Linked DNA regions of Pan troglodytes: all the other regions are linked to region 1. The links are chromatin contacts, called in public Hi-C maps. All regions are on one chromosome and are shown on one strand. The core of a region is the stretch at or near the end of the contact, and the rest is flanking DNA. Distances in the headings are between cores, read along the strand shown. Region 1 has its middle 62 kb from the start of TRNAA-AGC. Region 2 overlaps FOXN3 (forkhead box N3). Region 3 overlaps FOXN3 (forkhead box N3).

Region 1 (3,748 bases), core at 146-2,645:
CAACTTGGGAAGATTCCTTTTTTTTTTTTTTTTTTTTTTTTGAGACGGAGTCTCATGCTGTCACCCAATCTGGAGCACAGTGGCATGATCTCGGCTTACTGCAACCTCTGCCTCCTGGGTTGAAGCGATTCTCCCGCCTCAGCCTCCTGAGTAGCTGGGATTACAGGTGTGTGCCACCACACCCAGCTAATTTTTGTATTTTTAGTAGATATGGGGTTTCTCCACGTTGGTCAGGCTGGTCTTGAACTTCTGACCTCAGGTGATCTGCCCGCCTTGGCCTCCCAAAGTGCTAGGATTACAGGCATGAGCCACCGCACCCAGCCACTTGGGAAGATTCTTCAAGTGACCATTTGGTCAAGCGCCCAAGCTTTTATGTAGGCAAACCTCCTAGTTATCCTAGGCAGGTGGTGGCCAATTCTTTTAAAGATTTCCATGGCTCTCGATACCCCCATCATACTCCAGCACCCATCCTGCCCTGGCTTATCCTGACAAAAGATTTTTTTCCCCCACATTTACCTGAACTCTCTCTTCCTTGCTATTCAGAGAAAATGAAGAAGGAAAGAGAAAGAACTACAGAATTACCAGGATACAAGGAACTTGCTGTTAAGATCTTCTTAACCTTCCAGTTGCTTGGGAATCATTGCCGTAGGGTGTCTCTGTACTCAACAGAAGGGTGAAGACGTTTTAGCAACAGTAGCAAAGCAAATGATCTTGGACTTACAGTTTCTTGATTTCTGATGATTAAGCTTCTGCACATACCAACCCCAAGACAGGGTCATTCTATAACTTCTTAATAAGGTTAAGGTATTTCGACTACTTGGTCTTCAGTTTCCCTCAGTAACAGAGGCACCAAGATCCTATTGCTCTCCAGCAACCAGGCAGGAGAGATTTGAGTCAGAGGAAAGCACGAGAGAGAAGTTAAGAACAGCAATTTCTTGAGTCATAAACGGAGTCAGGACTGTAAGTGTGATTTTCTGTTACCTGCCCCAGACCTCATGGAATTAAACTTTCCTGCCCTGATTCCTTGGATTCGATTCTCCAACCCCACTCACCTAGCCCGGCCTCCCCGAAACACAAATTGGAATGGCGTTGGCTCCCGGGCACACTAGGGGGCGCCAGCGGGCTTGTTTTCCAGGATGGCCCTAAAATTCTCTCCAGCGAGGAGAGGACCATGACGGCCAGGCCACGCTTGCTCTGAAAAGCGCCGAGCGTGGAAGGGTGTCTTGGAATGGGGTCTAAAAGGGAGAACGACATCCTTATGACTTGCTTTAGGCTGCTTTCTGGTTGTATTTTCAGAGCTGGGGATGAGGAGAGGTTGCGTAAAGGTGCCGGCCTGCTGCTGGCCGGGGCTGGCAGCCTTTCAGCCGCCGCGGGTGAGTCAACACCTGGGAATTGCATCCAAGGGCGGCCCTTTCAAGCTGCCTGGAACTTTCTGCCATCACACTGAGGCCACTGTTTGACCCAGTCCCGGGCCAGGGAGGCAGGAGCCGATCACGTCCCAGGGCAGTGCTTCTCCCTGGCGCTGAGTTCGTGGAAAGAGGCTGGGAAGGTTCTTTCCACACTTGAGGGCTGGCGTTGGGAAAATAGGGTAGTGCTCTCCGCCCCAGTGAACAGCAAGAGCTCACTTCCCCCAGCAGACTTCTGCTCCACTGGCCTACTTTCAGCGTGGAGTGGAAGGAAGCCAGCTCCAGGAGGGCAGAGGCTTCCTCTCCACCCCTCTCTTCCACAACCTTCAACAGGCGCCTTGTTCTCCCCGGCCATGGAACTGCGGATGGTGACCATCGTTTCCCAGCCCAGCAAGGGGAAATGAGGGAAGGAAATAAACGCAAGGTTTTTATTGCCAAATATTTCTTTCCCTGGGAGGACAACGCATTCAAACCGCTGAGTGGAGATTGGAGTTAGTCCAGCCATAAACCATCTTAATGAACACTAATAGAGAACCGCAATTATTGTTGACTTCAAAATGCAAACAAGAACTTTAGACAGTGATCCCTATCAGCCGGTGAGGCCGGGCACAGATGCCGGGCGCTGTTTTTGCCGTTGCTTAGCAATGGAAAATGAACTGTTCCTGTCTGTTATCACTGGAGGTGGAGGTAGGACAATGAGCTTTATTGGACTGAATAGGTATGAAATTAGTTTATTCTTTTTCACTTGGAGAAGGCAATTGGCAGCCAAGAGAGTCACTCGGAAAAGGGGTATTTTAGAGGTTGAGGGTGACTTTCCTTCTCATTACTTCGGTAAATCCTAACCACCTTGTTTTCCTCTACAGATAAAGTTTGAACTTTTGCCGGGAGTGTCCCTCCAAAACTATCATCAATCAGACAGAATAGCTGCAAATACCAACTCACAGACCAGGTTGGGAATTAGGGTGAGGTGAATGAAATCTTGGGTGCAAAATTTAAGGGAATGCCAAAAAACTTAGTAGCCAGGATAAATAATAGTTTAATGCAATATTTTTTAAAAGTCAAAATAAATGTAAAATAACCATGGTAAAAAAAAAATCAGATTTTAAATAAAGAGAAGCTCAATATCACTGATTTTTATTTTTCCTTTGGCTTCAGGCTTTAATATGGCACAGTGCGTCAGTGCCACAGACTTTTTACTGCACCAAACACATTTGCAACACGGAAGGTTTTGGGAGCTGCTTTTTCCTCAACAGTGTTGATGCTATGGAGTACAGAGCCCTGCAGCTGGGCAGAAGGGAGGGTCTCTTTCTGCAGTTCTTTAGCAGGCTTCTTCCAGGATAGTAGAGAGGCAAATGGCCTTGGGGAGGAACCTACCTATGCTTCCAGGGTAGTGACACAGGAAGTACTAAGGTACAGGACGTACTAAAGTACAGGAAGTACTAAAAACCCAGGGCTCAGCAAACACAGACAGTCAGGTGAAATTGCCCAAAACACTGTTCCTCAGACAACAGGGACAGGCCCAGAGCTGGCAGTTTATGGTAAAATTATCTCCTCTTTTGTTATTGGTATTAATAGTAACTCCTATATATTGAGAACCCTTAGGTGGAATCACATGGAATCGCCAATATTGAACCTTTTTTGACCTACAAACCCAATGTATACGGTTTAATCCAATGTATGCTGAGTATGGGAGGCTGAATAATGAACCCCAAAGATGTCCACATCCTAATCCCTGGAACCTGTGAATATTACCCTATATGGCAAAAAGGATTTTGCAGATGTGATTGAATTAAGGATTCTTTTTTTCTTATTTTAGTGACAGGGTCTTGCTATGTTGCCTCGGCTGGAATGCAGCGGCTGTTCATAGACATTATCACAGCACACTACAGTCTCAAACTCCTGGACTCAAGCAATCCTCCTGCCTCAGCCTCCTGAGTAGCTAGGACTACTGGGATGCACTACTGCTCTTGGCAAATTAAGGATTTTGAGATGGAGAGACTATCCTGGATTATCTGATGGGCTTAATCATTGACAAAGGTTCTTATATAAGGAAAAGTCAATGTGATAATGGAAGCAGATTTGAAGATGCTGTGCAACTGGCTTTGAAGATGGAGGACGGGGCCACAAGCCAAGGATTGTTGGCAGCCTCTAAGCTGGAAGAGGTAAGAAGCATATTCTCCTGTGGCACCTCCAGGAGAAATGCAGTACTGCCTATACCTTGACTTTAGCCAAGTGAAACTAATTTTAGACTTCTCACCTCCAGAACTGTAAGATAATAAATTTGTGTTGATTTAAGGCACTATATTTGTGCTAATTGGTCACAGCAATAGGAAACTAATAGA
Region 2 (4,027 bases), core at 1,153-3,652, 370 kb after region 1:
AACACCAAGAAGAGAAAACTAGAAGCAACTGCTCACGTGGGGTGCTGACACATAGAGGTGCAACCTCAGTTTCTTTTTTTGTTGTTGTTTTTCTTTTTTGAGACAGAGTCTCACTCTGTCGCTCAGGCTGGAGTGTAGTGGCGTGATCTTGATTCTGCATTCACAACACCAAGAAGAGAAAACTAGAAGCAACTGCTCACATGGGGTGCTGACACATAGAGGTGCAACCTCGGTTTCTTTTTTTGTTGTTGTTTTTCTTTTTGAGACAGAGTCTCACTCTGTTGCTCAGGCTGGAGTGTAGTGGCGTGATCTTCACTCACTGCAACCTCTGCCTCCCGGGTTCAAGCGATTCTCCTGCCTCAGCCTCCCAAGTAGCTGAGATTACAGGCGCCCGCCACCAGGCCCGGCTACTTTTTGTATTTTTAGTAGAGACAGGGTTTCACCATGATGGCCAGGCTGGTCTTGAACTCCTGGCCTCAAATGATGCCCCCGTCTTGGCCTCCCAAAGTGTGGGATTACAGACGTGAGCCACCACACCTGGGTGCAACCTCATTTTCAAAACTGCCTTTGAAAAAGGATCTCATCTACTGAGAGCAAACGTGAAGAGAACAGCAAATTAGAGACAATTTGTATCAACAGTGTACACGCAGGGAGAAAAGCTTCCTCACTTGGCTCTGATGCCACTGAAGGGGTCCTATGAGGCAGGGGGCTCAGGATGGAGCCTGGAAACCGGAAGCTGAGCAGACAGTTGTGTGCTCTGTGCAGATGCAAGAACTTTACATGTGCTGACAATTGAGCCCCATCTCAACGGTACAAAAATATACTCTTTATTTGCCTTTCTCTATCCTGTGCCCCCAGAGTTAATTCTGGGTTTATTTGGGTTATTTCAATCCCCTATAACCCATATTCACAGGATATTTAAAGGAAGCACAGAGAGATCATCTACAATGTCTGCTATACTGAGAAGGCCTAGGCAAGCACCAGGGGTAAGCACATGCCCTTCAGAATTGGAGGGAATCGGGCCAAGCATGGTGGCTCACAATTGGGAGGATTACTTGAGGACAGGAGTTCAAGACCAGACTGGGCGACACAGCAAGACCCCACCTTTACTAAAAATATATTATTTTTGGAGACAGGATCTAGCTCTGTCACTAGGCGATCTTCCCAACTCAGCCTCCTGAGTAGCCGGGACTACAGGTGCGTGCCACAATGCCCAGCTAATTTTTTTATCTTTTGCAGAGATGCAGTTTCATCATGTTGCCTAGGCTGGTCTCAAACTCCTGGGCTCAAGTCATTTGCTTGCCTCGGCCTCCCAAAGTGCTGGAATTACAGGTATGAGCCACAGTGCGCAGCCCTACAAAAAAAAAAAATCTTGAAATTAGCTGGATGTGGTGGCATGCACCTGTATTCTCAGCTACTTGGGAGGCTGAGGCAGGAGGATCACTTGAGCCCAGGAGTTCAAGGGTGCAGTGAGCTATGATCACGCCAGTGTACTCCAGCCTGTGTGACAGAGAGACCCTGTCTCAAAAATAAATTAAATAAATAATTTTTTAAAAGTTGGAAGGAATTAGGTTCCTTCCAATTAGGTTCCTAGTAAGTTCTGCACTTACTAGCTGTGCAACTTCTAGCAAGTTACTTAACCACTCAGAGCTTAACTCATCATCTATTTTAAGAAAGAAAATAATAGGGCCTACTTCATAGGGTTTAGTGAGGAAGAAATCAGATACTGCATATGGAAAGCACAAAGCAAGCATGCCTATATTTATAAGCTAAAATTGTATTTAAAGCACTCAGCTCTGGATATAATAAACATACTTTTGTACAGTGTTTCCTTTATAAACCCTTTGATGACAATGTTTTTTGTTCAAGTAGCAAGAGGAAAGGTTAAAAAAAAAAAGGCACAGAAATAGAAATACACACATACCTTATAATCCAGTCTGGAAAAAAATAACTGCATTCTACTTCTCATTTACAAGTACTCAGAGAGGTTAGTACATGCTAATCTTACACTCCTAAGTAAGACCTGTATTTAGGGAGTGTAAAACTTAATCCCAGACATTAAAACTCTACCTTAATTGATTTAGGCACAGATCATCCATAGACGAAATGAAAAAAAAAAAAAACCACTAATGAGGAATTTTACAGAGTAGGGAACAGTGACCTCATGTGAACCCATGGCTCAATCTCAGCTTCCCCAAGAGGGGGATGACCAGGCTTCTGGAAGTGATATATCCAGAATGTGACCCAGACGTTCGTACTTCCTTCCATTTGACAGGAAATGGAGAGAGAGAAGCAAGTTACGCAAAATCACAAGGAAGTAAACAGAATGCAAGTACTCTATAGTGTAAGCCATGGGTCTCTTTTAACAGGGAAGGGAATGAAAACGGTAAGAGGGCATAGGAGTGCTGCAGACTGACACAGACAGGAAACATCACAAAAGGCACTGCAGGAACCACATTTGGACCCTAATTCAAACAAACATTTTGTAAACAGGGATATCTGAATATGGACCTGGCATTAGGCAACACCAAATAATTGTTCATTTTGTTAGGGGGGACTTTAGCATGGTTGTTATGTAAGAAACTGTCAATTATTCTTATGTATACCGAAATGTTTGAATTGTAAATGTCATTTGCTTCAAAATACTTCAGCAAGGCTGGGTGCAGTGACTCATGCCTATAATCCACAGCATTTTGGGAGGCTGCGGCAGGAGGATTGCTTGAGGCCAGGAATTTGGGACCAGCCAGGGCAACATGGCGAAACCCCGTTTCTATGAAAAATACAAAAAAAAAAAAATTAGCCAGGCATGGTGGTATGTACTTGTAGTCCCCCCTTCGGAGGCTAAGGCGAAGGCTTGAGCCTGGGAGTCTGAGGCTGCAATGAGCCATGATTATGCCACTGCGCTCCAGCCTGGTCAACAGAGTGAAACCCTGTCTCAAAACAAAAAACCGAAAAACAACTTCAAAAACAGCGACAACAAAAAAGAATAAATAAAATAAGTGTGACAAACCTTTGTCAACTACTGAATCAGGATGTGTGTTATGGGGGTATATCAAGTCATTATACGATTCTAGTTCTGTGTATGTTTGAAAATTTCCGTGATTCAAAAATAAAAATAAAACTCTTATCTTTTGAAGTCCTTTAAGAGATAAAACGAAAGCCAAGCTGTCTCTTTTGCCTTGACTGACTCATTCATGAGAACATGCTCTTGATGAAATCTCAGCAACTGGAAAGACCTCAAGAGGGCACCTAGTTCAGGGATTCTCAAACCTGGCTCCATGCTGGAAACACCTAGGAAGCTTAGCAGAACTACCAGTTTTCCCCAACCCACCTCACACCTAATGAATCACAATCTCCAGAAAGGGGCCCAAGAAAATGGGAATTTTTTTTTTTTTTTTGAGACAGGGTCTGGCTCTGTCACCTAGGCTGTATCTCGGCTCACTGCAACCTCCACCTCCCGGGCTCACGCCATCCTTCCATCTCAGCCTCCCGAGTAGCTGGGACTACAGGAGTATGCCATCATGCTCAGCCAATTATTTTTGTATTTTTTGTAGAGACAGGGTTTCACCATGTTGCCCAGGCTGGTCTCAAACTCCTGCACTCAAGCAATCCTCCCGCCTTGGCCTCCCAAAGTGCTGGGATTACAGGTGTGAGTCACCGTGCCCAGCTGGGAATTGTTTTTTAAGTGCCACAGGTGATGTAATCTAGTATGTTCCCTCCCCAACATCCCAGCCAAACAGTTGTCCAGCAGGGTATGTGTTCCAAGCCCTCAGGGACAGGGATCACACAGGATTCCACATTTTCACTGCTACGTCAAACCTAACCGTATTCTTCACTTTCAGAAGAAAATTAAAAGTGGAATAGCTAATTCACTGCATACAACTTGCAAGGTTTCAATGTTCTCGTTCAATTTAAGGTATTTCTCACCAACCTTCAGGTGCATTTTAGTCACTGTGTTGAAGGCAACTTCAGTGTGGGAGCTCCCGCCAAATAAAATCTCATAGGAAAAAACAAGTTTACCCATAGA
Region 3 (3,877 bases), core at 732-3,231, 390 kb after region 1:
TTGAGAAACCGAGGCGGGTGGATCACTTGAGGTCAGGAGTTCAAGACCAGCCTGGCCAACATGGTGAAACCCTGTTACTAAAAATACAAAAATTAGCCAGGCGCAGTGGTGGGTTCCTGTACTCTCAGTTACTTGGGAGGCTGAGGCAGGAGAAATGCTTGAACCAGGGAGGTGGAGGTTGCAGTGAGCTGATATCGTGCCACTGCACTCCAGCCTGGTCGACAGAGTGAGCCTCTGTCTCAAAAAAAAAAAAGAAAAAGAAAAAGAAGAAAAAAAACACAAGAGGAGGAAGGAAAAGGGGACTTTTTTTTTTTTTTTTTTTTGAGATGGAGTCTTGCTCTGTTGCCCAGACTAGAGTGCAGTGGTGCGATCTTGGCTCACTGCAACCTCCGCCTCCTGGGTTCAAGCGATTCTCCTGCCTCAGCATCCCAAGTATGTGGGATTACAGGCCTCCACCACTGCGCCCGGCTAATTTTTTTTTTTTTTTTTTTTTTTTGTATTCTTAGTAGAGATGGGGTTTCACCATCTTGGCCAGGCTGGTCTCCAGCTCCTAGACCTCGTGATCCACCTGCCTCGGCCTTCCAAAGTGCTGGGATTACAGGAGTGAGCCACCGTGCCCGGCCAGGACTTTTTAACTGAATGAAAAGGCACTACTTGCAAAAACTCAAAGTTCAACTTCTATGTCATAATCAACAAAGTATGGTGTATCTTTGTAATAAAAAAATAAATCAACTAGATACTGAACGTCACCAACAGAGTGTAAGTGCCTTGAGGGGCAAGGGACTCTGTTTTCTCTTCTGCTCATAGCACATGGCACAGTGGTAATAAAAAATATTGATCACTTAACAGGAAAAAAAAAAGTCTCCTTTTTATCCCTCTCTCAAGCTGGCACCTATTAACTCTACAGATCAGTCAGAGAAAAGTAGCCTCATCAACATTTTCCTCCTCCAAAGTTTTTAAGAGATTTTATTGTTTTCCTCTCTTTAGTGAGTACACCAAGTACCATAGTCTCGTGGGTTTCGGTGGCTAAGTCTGCCAAAGTCTTATCCACGCCAAGAAATAACTTCTCTCGTTTTACTTTTTCAGAGGGGTGTGAAAGAAAACAATTGATTCTTCTCTCTACGATAGTCTTTTTAAAACAAAGTAAGAGCTCCGAATTTGATGAACTCCCTGAGAAACAGAATATAGATTAAATGATTACTAACATATTTCCCTGCAGCACAAAGTTCTTTTTTGGAGATTAGCAATTTATTCCACTTATTACAACAGCCAAACCTGAAGTCTCTTTTCATTGGCTAGTCAAGTTCACCAACCCTTTCTGTTTTGAAATCCTCACTCCTTCCCAAAATAGTGTATCTTGTGCCTTTAATATTGAGGTTGAGGTGCAGGCAAAAGGTGTCCAGAAATTGTGAGACGTGACTGCATGTGAGTACTCAATCTTAAAAGGGTCGGGGCTGGAAAGGAAGCAGGCAGGTGAATTGCTAGCTCTTTCTGTGGGTATGTTCAACAGCACCTCACTTCTCTGCACTCAAAGACGTGATTCTGACTGGTTTCAAAGATTTGGCCCCCAAACAACCAGGCGTCCTTTTTAAGTTGGCATTGCTTCCAGAGAGGAATCCTGAACATGTTTCCTCTATGCCTCACACAGCGCCAGGCCAGCTGTCTAACAATATGGGTCCCGGAAGGGGGTGCTGCCCACGTTGGTGACGGCAGCCATGAGTGCCTGTTGCTCGCAGCAGACGTCAGAGAGACCTCAGCGCAGGGGTCCAAGCACCTGGCCAAGGCACCCTGCGCAGGCCTCCACGCCCCACGAGTGCCTGCAGAGGCTACCTGAGGACCAAGGTGGGCATGCCACGGTGTCCGGGACTTCTGGATGGAGGCCAGTCCCAGGGAGTGAATGGCAGAGCTCTCCGGAGGCTGCCCAGGCCAGGTTCAATGGGAGGGATGAACTTCATGACATCCGTTCCAAAGAAATCCCACCTGCTACTGGCATGCCTAGGCTTGTCTTCCCCACATACCAGCCTCCCAGGCATGTCTCCAAGGGCTCAGTGAGGAGGCAGCTGCAACAGTTCGCTTTCTCTTAATGATTTGGAGTTGGGAGGCACAGAGATGGGGAAGAGGTAATGACCATTCCCAGTGATCCTGGACCTCCGTGTTGGCTGCGACCTTGAAAAGTCATGCTGTCAACCCCTTTGTAGAAACAATGCAGTTTTCTTTGTCCGTGGAAATCTGGCCTCGCAGATTTATTTGCTGTAGCAAGTTTCTTTACCCTCATCACACTGATATTCAGAATTGAAACAGTTCAAACCTACCCTGAAACATCCTTCTCCCTCCAAATTCCAGTGACATCCTCGGTCTAAAACGCCTGGCACCGTGTGGGAGCCTGGCTCCGCTGCCTCTCAACGCACCGGCTTGCTTTTTGCTTTTGAGTAGCTTGAATATCAAACCAAGCACAAAGGGAATCATACCCAGGAATTGCTGGAAAAAGCTCATTTCATCCACCTCATTCCCCCATTCTCTCTGGCAGACACAACTGATTTTTTTTTTTTTAAGCCTGAAAAACTTCTCATTTAAACTTGGGGTGCAAAAGGCATGTGAAGTGGGAGAGTTGCTGCCTGGACCAGCGAAGGGTTAGCCAGGGAAGGATTCAATGAAATACAAAAGCCAACACAGACCTGAAGGGGAACAGGCGGCCCCAGCAACAACTGCCAAACTGTCATTTTGCTCCGCGGCTGAACAGAAGGCTCGAGTAATGACAACCACAAAACTCATTTAAAGTCTGAAAAGGTGACTAATGAGCTCATTCATGCTGGCTATAAATTATTCACTACAACACTGATCCCACTCAAGACAAACAGTAAAGTAAACTTTAAACACAGACATCGCTGGCCTTCCAAAGTGGAACAAGTTATGCCTGTAAAAGTTTTCACAATGAGAGAGATACTTGTCTCCCCCTTGTCTATTGTCACATTCGTTCTTCTGTTTACTTTTTTTTACTGCCTTTAATCAAGTTTAAGCAGACACAGCTGTTACACATTTATTTCTCTGAGTTTTTTTCCATTAGTTATTACAAGCAATCATGATGCTCTAAAAATAGCAGCAAATTATATTCTGTAGAAATTGAAGGCTGACCTTAAAATGAAGCCCAGGTCTTCAGAAAGAATATTCATATGCACATGTTGGATAAATGACAACAATGCACAAAGGCAAAATAAAAGTACAAAGCTTTTTCCACTCTTTGAGAGGTTTTTGATTTCCTTCCAAATTTCCTTTGGTTCTGGTGGAAACAGGTTGCTTCAAAACCTTACCATACAGAACCTGCTTCCAGTGGTCATGATTCCAGTTTGAAGGATTTTCCTTCAAACTTCCAATCTTAAGCCAATCAAAGAAGAAATGTTTCATTTAGGCTTTTTCAGCACAGATAAACACAGCAGCAGGTTGCTGAAAACCCACCACATTGCTGCAGACTACTTTCGGTTTCCTGTTTAATATTAAATAAAGAATTTTAGCTCTTCTGTTTTTATAAACTGTGCTATTTGCTACTACTGTAGCTACTAAAAGCATTATGACTGGGTGGATAAGTAGTCCTATGATTTTCAAGCCTTCTTTTTTCTTTAATCTTAGTATCTATTTTGAAGACAACGTGAGAGTTAAGAGTTTCAAATCTGTTTAATTGATTTTTTTATTTTTAAAAGGCCCAAATAAGTACTTCCATTAGCTCTTAGATCTCTGAACATTATGTATTTTTAAACCACTTTGAATACTTTGAAAAGGGCCACAGAAAACACTCATATTCAAATACCACCAGATGGAGGTTCTGCCTAACCAAAAGTAAAAGCAGAAAAGTTTAAAGCTGAATTGTGCCCTGCACACACCT

Evidence for each region. Hi-C and Micro-C count contacts between places; a contact is called where the count stands out from the background.
Region 2: a contact with region 1 is called in a Hi-C map of induced pluripotent stem cells, with 2.7 times the contacts expected there. The contact joins two enhancer-like sites. A contact is called at or near these places in 2 of 7 Hi-C or Micro-C datasets (induced pluripotent stem cells and stem cell-derived neural progenitor cells) and 1 of 1 datasets of contacts at active chromatin or transcription factors (stem cell-derived excitatory neurons).
Region 3: a Hi-C map of stem cell-derived neural progenitor cells shows a contact between it and region 1, with 5 times the contacts expected there. The contact joins two enhancer-like sites. A contact is called at or near these places in 1 of 7 Hi-C or Micro-C datasets (stem cell-derived neural progenitor cells) and 1 of 1 datasets of contacts at active chromatin or transcription factors (stem cell-derived excitatory neurons).

What each region holds. Positions count from the first base shown.
Region 1 is chr15:87,047,261-87,051,008 of NHGRI_mPanTro3-v2.0_pri, forward strand. No RefSeq gene overlaps it. Among named protein-coding and RNA genes, the nearest start is that of TRNAA-AGC, 62 kb to the left of the region's middle. Within about 2 kb of position 1,396, at least 15 of the 24 cell types and tissues checked have an H3K27ac peak or open chromatin away from gene starts, as enhancers often do. A contact at or near this core is called in induced pluripotent stem cells and stem cell-derived neural progenitor cells, where this site is marked.
Region 2 is chr15:87,412,054-87,416,080 of NHGRI_mPanTro3-v2.0_pri, forward strand. All of the region lies in intron 3 of FOXN3 (forkhead box N3), which reads right to left. All of the region lies in intron 3 of LOC107968230 (a long non-coding RNA gene), which reads left to right. Among named protein-coding and RNA genes, the nearest start is that of FOXN3, 210 kb to the right of the region's middle. Within about 2 kb of position 2,403, at least 2 of the 24 cell types and tissues checked have an H3K27ac peak or open chromatin away from gene starts, as enhancers often do. A contact at or near this core is called in induced pluripotent stem cells, where this site is marked.
Region 3 is chr15:87,434,485-87,438,361 of NHGRI_mPanTro3-v2.0_pri, forward strand. The region is part of intron 2 of FOXN3 (forkhead box N3); the gene reads right to left. Among named protein-coding and RNA genes, the nearest start is that of FOXN3, 190 kb to the right of the region's middle. Within about 2 kb of position 1,982, at least 14 of the 24 cell types and tissues checked have an H3K27ac peak or open chromatin away from gene starts, as enhancers often do. A contact at or near this core is called in stem cell-derived neural progenitor cells, where this site is marked.